2 separate regions of the Rattus norvegicus genome follow, and region 2 is linked to region 1. The links are chromatin contacts, called in public Hi-C maps. All regions are on one chromosome and are shown on one strand. The core of a region is the stretch at or near the end of the contact, and the rest is flanking DNA. Distances in the headings are between cores, read along the strand shown. Region 1 overlaps Hdac9 (histone deacetylase 9). Region 2 has its middle 42 kb from the start of Hdac9.

Region 1 (3,701 bases), core at 836-3,335:
CAACCCTTTGGTGAATTTTCTTGAGTGATTTATGTGAAAGGGTTTAGCTCATTGTGAGCAATTCCATTCCTGGGCTGGTGGTCCTAGGTTCTATATAAAAGAAGGCTAAGCAAGTCATGGGGAGCAAGCCCGTAAGCAGCATTCGTCTATGACCTCTGCCTCAGCTCCTGCCTCCAGGTTCCTGATCTGTTTTGAGTTCCTGCTCTGACTTCCCTCCGTGAGGATGATATGGAGCCTTATAAAATAAACTCTTTCCTCCTTAAGCTGCGTTTGGTTATGGCATTTTTGTTATGGTAAGAAAATCCTAACTAAGACAGGAAGATATGAAAATATGTGAAATATAAGCTTGACATTTGTATAGAAACAGTGAAGTGGTTTGGAGCTGTCTTTTATTTTATTAAAGAAATTATTTTTGTTTTCATAATTTATTTTTTATTCACATTACATCCCGATTGCAGCCTTCCTGCCTCCTCTCCTCCCAATTCTGCCTTACAAATCTCTCCTGTTTCTTCCACTTCTTCTCAGAGACATGGAAACCTCCCTTTGGGTACCACCTCACTCTCCCTGGGACATCTAGTCCCACCTTCTCTCCTACTGAGGCTGCAATCAGGCAGGGGATCCAATGGCAGGCAACAGAGTCAGAGATAGTCCCTGCTTCAATTGTTAAGGTACCCAAAAAAGACCAAGCTACATATCTACTACAAATGTGGGGGGCTATGTCCAACCCCTGCATGCTCTTTGGTTGGTGGTTCAGTTTCTGTGAGCTCCCATGGACCCTGATTAGTTTACTCTAGGTCTTCTTGTAATATTCTTGACCCTTCTGGCTGGCTCAATTCCTATCCCCCAGTCCCTGAGTTCTGCCTGATGTTTGGCTCTAAGTCTCTGCTTCTGTTTCTATCTGCTGCTGGATGAATCCTCTCAGGAGACAGGTATACTAGGTTCCTGTCTATAAATAATAAATAAACCTCCTGTCAGAGGTTGGCTCTCTCCATCAGGATGGATCTCAAGTTGGGGCAGGCATTGGTTGGCCAATCTATACTCCATTTTCATCCCTGAACATCTTGTAGACAGGATAAATTTTGCATTGAAGCTTTTGGGGATTGGGTGGATGTCCCCCTCTTTCCACTGGAAGTCCTGCCACTGGAAGGCAACCACTTCAGTCTTTATATCCCCAGTTGGTAGGAATCTCAGCTAGAGTATCCCCAAAAGATTCCCTGTAGCCTCCTCCATCCCATGTCTCTAGCTAGTCTCATAGAAGCATCCCTGTGGATTTCCATTCTCACTGGGAGCCTTCTCCCTTTTCCCTCCTCCCACACCTGATTACCATCCCCATACTCCTCTTTACTTCTTCTCTTACCCAGTTACCTCTCTCCATCCAATTCTGATGACTATTTTTTGCCATTGTAAGATTCATGTATCCTCTTTTGGGCCTAATTGCTTTGCTTAGTTTCTTTGGTTCTGTGGATTATAGAATGGTTGTCCTGTATTTAACCATTTAACTAATAACCACTTATAAGTGAATATAAATGTGGATATTCTTTTTGGGTCTGGGTTACCTCACTCATGATAATATTTTCAATTTCCATCCATTTACTTGCAAATGTCATGAAGACTTTGTTTTTAATAGCTGAATAGTATTCCATTGCATAGATGTACTACATTTTCTTAATGCATTCTTCAGTTGAGGGACATCTAGATTGTTTCTAGTTTCTATTATGAATAAAGCTGCTATGAACATAGTTGAGTACGTGCAATACTGGGGTGTGTTTTGGGTACATGCCCATAAACCAAGGTAGATTGGGCTTGAGAAACAACACCAGAGAAGAGCCCTGACCCCCTTATATATCACACAAGCTTGGCACCCACACATACAAGAACACATACAGAGCTAATGTTTAGTTTTACAGAGACAGGCTTAGAGAGGACTGGAGACTGTGTTTGTCTCATGGACCATGGCTGGCTGTTCCTTGCTCAGCAGAGTTCTATTTCGTTCTAGTGCTTTCTATGGTTTCATATAGATGTGTGGGTGCTAAGTTTCGGCCGTAGATTCAGACTAGTCATCCTGAGGCTTCGTTGAAAGGCTCAGATGCATTCTATGCTGACAGTTCTCGCCACACAGGCAAATTCTATAAACAGATACTATGAGAGCTACCAGAAATAGAAACTTTTAAACACAGTCTAATTAAGGAGAATCCACATGAAGTATTATTACAGCTTCTTACGCCAAATATGGTTATCTTTTCTTGATGAACAAATCCACACTTACATATGTAAAAAGTCAAATTTTAACAGCTATAGGCCTGTTTTGATGAAGCAGACTCCCCCTCACCTATTGATGTATTCCCCTTTATGGTCAGTAATTCTCTAATAGAACACAGGGTATGTTGAAGAGAAACAAAAACATTAGAATATGAAAAAAAACTACCACTAAACACTATTCTGGAAAATCATTTCTCATACTATCAAAAACCAGATGTACTCCACTTGCTTTTTACTACTTTCTTCAGTTAAAAAATGTTTTAAAATTTATGATTAATACATTCAAACCTCATTAGCATTGTTTACAGTTAATTAGAATTCCATATTTCTGCCTCTGAACTAATCCAACTGGGATTTGGTTAATCAGGTAGCAAAGATGACTTCATCCGAGAGATTCTTTACCTCCCAGTCAGTGTATGAGGTTAGACAGATTCAGACACCATGACTCAAAGGAGAACCGGTGAGATACTGCAGAATATATAGAATTATTAGCTTTATAAAGGCTAAAATAAAAGTTGAAGTCCTATGTTTAGAATTCTTACATACACGCTTATTTCTTTAAAAGAGCTAAGTAAGATGTGCTAAGCATACCTGAAAATATACAAATGTGTCAAAATATGCAGAAATGTATTTAAGAGCAGAATTCTCTATGGAACGTGTTGCCAGATACAAGCAAAAACTTTTCTTCACCTCTAAAAATAAATAGAGGTAATATTTTAACAAAATGCTTCCGGAAGCACTTACATTAAGGCTTACCTCAAAGGCTGTAAACACAAAAGAGTACACTTTCCACAGGGATAAATAAGAGTCAGGATGGCGTTGTCAGGACCAAGGCTTCAGACCCAAGTGGCATGTGTTATGTGTTTAATTCCTGCTTTAGGTCTTAGTACACGTGACCTTGGCCACATTACTTGATGACTTGTGTTTTTCTTGAATTAAAATCTGTTGGACAGGTTGCAATAAGACCCAGCTTCATGATATCCTAAAGAACAGACAAACATCCCTTTCTATAACATCCTCAAAGCTGTGTCTAGAACATTGTAAGTCCTTTGTTTAGGTTCTGTAATCTAAAGACTAAAACCACTTCTTCCCTAGTATGATATTTTACATTACTCTTGCCCCAATTTGGAAAGGCAACTTTGAATCCTCCACGAGAAGCTAAATGATATCACTGTGCATGATTCCCACGAGCTTACATGTGCTTCCTGACAAGGGCAGCGATGTTTCTGTTTACAGGCAGAAGTGGTGCCACCATGTGGCAATGACATGACTGTGGTTGCCAATCAAGCTGGATTGGCCAAGTTTGAAATTATGCATCATTGGAAGGGTTTTTGCTTTTATTGTTGTTTTGGTCTAAATGTATTCGTTTTTTTTTTAATTCTGTAATTGTGATCCTCATAAAATGACAAGTTTATGTTATTTGAAAGAGTGGTAACATGATT
Region 2 (3,701 bases), core at 851-3,350, 190 kb before region 1:
CAACATAATAAGTTAGTGAATTTTAAGGTAAGAATCACTTTGGAGATAAGATTATGCATGTGCTCTGAAATGGGGTTTTTAGTATGTTCCACTGGGTGGGGAGGGAGGTTGCATTCCAAAGCAAAAAAGGGAAAAATCCAAGTTTCTCAGAAATAAAGGTCAAGAGACATGGAACAACTATTTTATTATTTGCTTTCAAAACAGAGAGAGTCTGATTTATGTCAGCTAGAGGCTTATGTCATAGCTGTGCAGGTGCTGCTGCAGAGTGTGACCCCCATCTAATCCCCAGAACGACACCGGGCACTGACCACATTAGCTTTGTAGTTACCGACAACGGCCTTCCCAGGGGCCTTCTGGTTTCTGAATCCAGCCACCTGGCTAGCAGGCCAGCCAGTGCTCGATGCAAGAACATTGTTTTCTCAGTACGGCCTGAAATACACTTTGTAATGCACGGCTTTTATGTGACTGTTTATGAGGGTACCTCTATGGTTCTATTGGAAGTAACCAGTGACATTGTCATCCTCCTTCCTTTGCCGACAGATACATCATCAGAATTACTCTGTGTGTGTGTGTTTGTGTGTGTGTGTGTGTGTGTGTGTGTGTGTGTGTATGCAACATGTAATTTCCTTGATGTTTAATGACTTTCTTTATATTCAAGGGATAACTCTATGGCTTATATGTTTATATAATTATTCAATTTATCTTTATGACCTTAAGAAGGATGTTACTATTTTGGTAGTTTTTATGTACTTGAGTGTTTTGAGTGCCTGTATAAGATTTATTTATTTTTACTTTATATGTATGAATGTTTTGACTGTGTGTGCATAAGTGTACTTTGTGATACCTGGTGTCCATGGAGGTCAGAAGAGCCTGCTAGATCTTCTGGCACTAGAGTTCCAGATGTTTCCGAGCCACCACATGGATTCTGGAAAACGTACCCTGGGTCTTCCAATCGCAATTACTGCTCTTAACCACTGAGCCACTATTTTGTTGTTTCTATGTTTTGTTCTTTTTTCCAAAAAAATTGTGAGAGTAGATATTTTCTAATTATCACAAAATTATTTTATAGTTTATTCCAATTTGCAGCATTTCTGAGGTCCATGGAAATTCTAATTTTTTGTGTTATGGACTATAGAGACATAATCTAAATATTAGCTTCATTTAAAAGCTTACTAATGATCTCTATCGTTTGGTAGGCAGAGAACCTGCCTATCTGTTAGTGTATTAAGTTAAAGTAAAAAAACCAAGAAGACCCTGAAACCAAACTGAATTAGGATCTTGGCTCCATCACGCCCCAGTTCTGTGATCCTGAATTAACTTTTTGTGACTCATTGGCACCAAAGAAAGGTGATGTTGACAGTATCCCTGTCATAGATGTGATAATTAAATTAATATTTGTGAATATATATATTTGTCAACGATTAACCTTTCCAAGCAAAGGTCTTCATTCACCAGTTAACTTAGTCCCACTGTCACAAGGCCGAGAAATCATCAGCTCTGTCTTAACTTCTTTCAGTTTGTAATTGATTCTGAGTAACCAGGAATTGACAAGTCACAAAACCCTTCCCTTGTTTGAGATGGCATGCAGGACAGAGTAAGAAATGGGTTCCATAATGGAAGAAGAGGAAAGTTCAAGATGAGTTATGTTTTTCTTTTCTCACAATAGCTGTGGGCACCCTTCAAATTTCAGTTAGGTGGTGACAAGATAATTAGACAGTAAAATATTCTGTCTCAAGCTATCCTTTGTGTGCCTGCAAGTCATCTGTGAGGAGTCTCAGCTTGTGAGGGCTGCCTTCGGCTATGTGTTTAGTGTGATTTCTCCGTAAAAATATGCATGAGTAAACAAGGCTTCTGACAGAAATAATTAATATTTATCACTTAGTGAAAGCCGCAGCAAATATAACTTTTCGAGATGACACAAGACAGAAGACCTAAGACAAGGTGCTATGGGCTCAGAGCAGTGGGGCCGCCGCTGGTTTGCAGACCTGTTTTTTAAAGATGCTTGAGAAGGAAGTGAATCACAGTCAAGACTATTGCCACACAGTCCCCTGGTCCCCTTGTCATTCATGGATTGTGAGCATTTGCCAAGGAGTCCCCTCTGGAGGGCAGTGCAGTACTACAATTGTTGGAGCAGCTGCTTCTCAAACCTCCCAGAAATTCATTTCAAAGATTCTTGGCTCTGTAAGATATGTGAGTCACGATCTGCCTTAAATATTCGAAGGGGGAACATAATGGTCAAAGTCAAGGCTGTCATTACAACGGTTGGCGTGCTGGGCTGGGGAGAAGGACGTTAGAACACTGCTCAGGAAGTAAGTGTATCAGTGCAGCTGAGTGGCAGAGCTGGAAAACGGGTCTAGTTACTTTGAAATTTCAAGCTCACAATCCATGATTTGGCATCCGCCTTCCTCAAAAAGAGCCATCTGCATGTTGTAGGAAATGCGAGGGGTAGCCAACCCAGGGTAGTGCAGTATCTGGTCACCCCTGTAGCCAGCAAAATCTTTCCCTGCATCTTAACAGTCAGGAAAGGGCTTTGAGCAGAATTTCAGGTTTATGAACAAATATCCCTATAGTTACCAGATTTCTCATAACATTTAAAGTTTCTTTCATAACCACTCTGACCTTCACTGCTATTGTATTACAAATCCAAGCCCTTGTGTAATCAAACTGAAGGAATGGTGCTTAATTAGCGATATATGACCCTGTGTGGCAGTATACACACATAAAAGTTATTTTCCTTGATGTCATCCTGCAAAAATGCCTTTATACAATCGTAAGCCCTGAGACATGTTGATGTTTTAGGAGTAAAGCAACAGTAGGCATCCCCCTGTTTCAGACCCCGTGGCGGAGAGATTTCAACCAACCACAGCTCTCAGAGGGTCACAACAGTGGAGGTTATGAAAATTTCCTTTTTTTTGAAAGCAAAACAAATGTGCTTTTCATCTGTAAATCATGACATAGTCTTTTTATACCTAAAAGAATTGAAGAATGCTAGGTAAATGACCCTTTCCCTCATCTGTACCCCCGAGGATACAGTAATTAACGCCCTTCCCTGCTGCAGAGTGACCCTGAAGTGTTGCCACAGACATCTTACTCCCCAAGAGCAAATGGACTCTTTATGAGGTAGTCGAAGGATCCAGCATGGTGCACTGGGCACGCTTTCGGAGTCAAGCACAGTGCAGCCATTCATGTTGGTGTGCGTGTGTGCGTGCGTGCGTGCATGCGTGCGTGTGTGTGTGTGCGGGTGTGTGTGCGGGTGTGTGCATGTGTGTGTGTGTGCGTGTGTGTGTGTGTGGTGTGTGTGGTGTGTGTAGTGTGTGTGTGTGTGCAGGTGTGTGTGCGGGTGTGTGCATGTGTGTGTGTGTGTGCGTGTGTGTGTGGTGTGTGTGGTGTGTGTGTGTGTGTGGTGTGTGTGTGTGTAGTGTGTGTGTGTGCATGTGTGTGCATGTGTGTGTGTGCGTGTGTGTGTGTGTGGTGTGTGTAGTGTGTGTGTGTGTGTGTGTGTGTGTGTGTGTGTGTGTTATCTTCCAATTCCAGATAGTGGTTTGCTTTGGATCCTTGTCTTCTTATGTCAGTAGATGCACAAGCTAAATCAAGAATGGCTTTGGCCTTTAAATGAAATTTCACATTTGCACGTGGCAAAGCCTGGGTTGTGTATTTTAAGATGATTAAAACAACAAAAAAAAAAACACTGTAAAGAAAAT

The links. Hi-C and Micro-C count contacts between places; a contact is called where the count stands out from the background.
Region 2: a Hi-C map of frontal cortex shows a contact between it and region 1, with 6 times the contacts expected there. The contact joins two enhancer-like sites. A contact is called at or near these places in 7 of 12 Hi-C or Micro-C datasets (the A7r5 cell line, the Rat2 cell line, Schwann cells and 4 more) and 1 of 1 datasets of contacts at active chromatin or transcription factors (oligodendrocytes).

Annotation. Positions count from the first base shown.
Region 1 is chr6:56,897,550-56,901,250 of GRCr8, reverse strand. The region is part of intron 2 of Hdac9 (histone deacetylase 9); the gene reads left to right. Among named protein-coding and RNA genes, the nearest start is that of Hdac9, 150 kb to the left of the region's middle. Within about 2 kb of position 2,085, at least 1 of the 93 cell types and tissues checked has an H3K27ac peak or open chromatin away from gene starts, as enhancers often do.
Region 2 is chr6:57,092,485-57,096,185 of GRCr8, reverse strand. It overlaps a transcript of Hdac9 not described here. Among named protein-coding and RNA genes, the nearest start is that of Hdac9, 42 kb to the right of the region's middle. Within about 2 kb of position 2,100, at least 2 of the 93 cell types and tissues checked have an H3K27ac peak or open chromatin away from gene starts, as enhancers often do.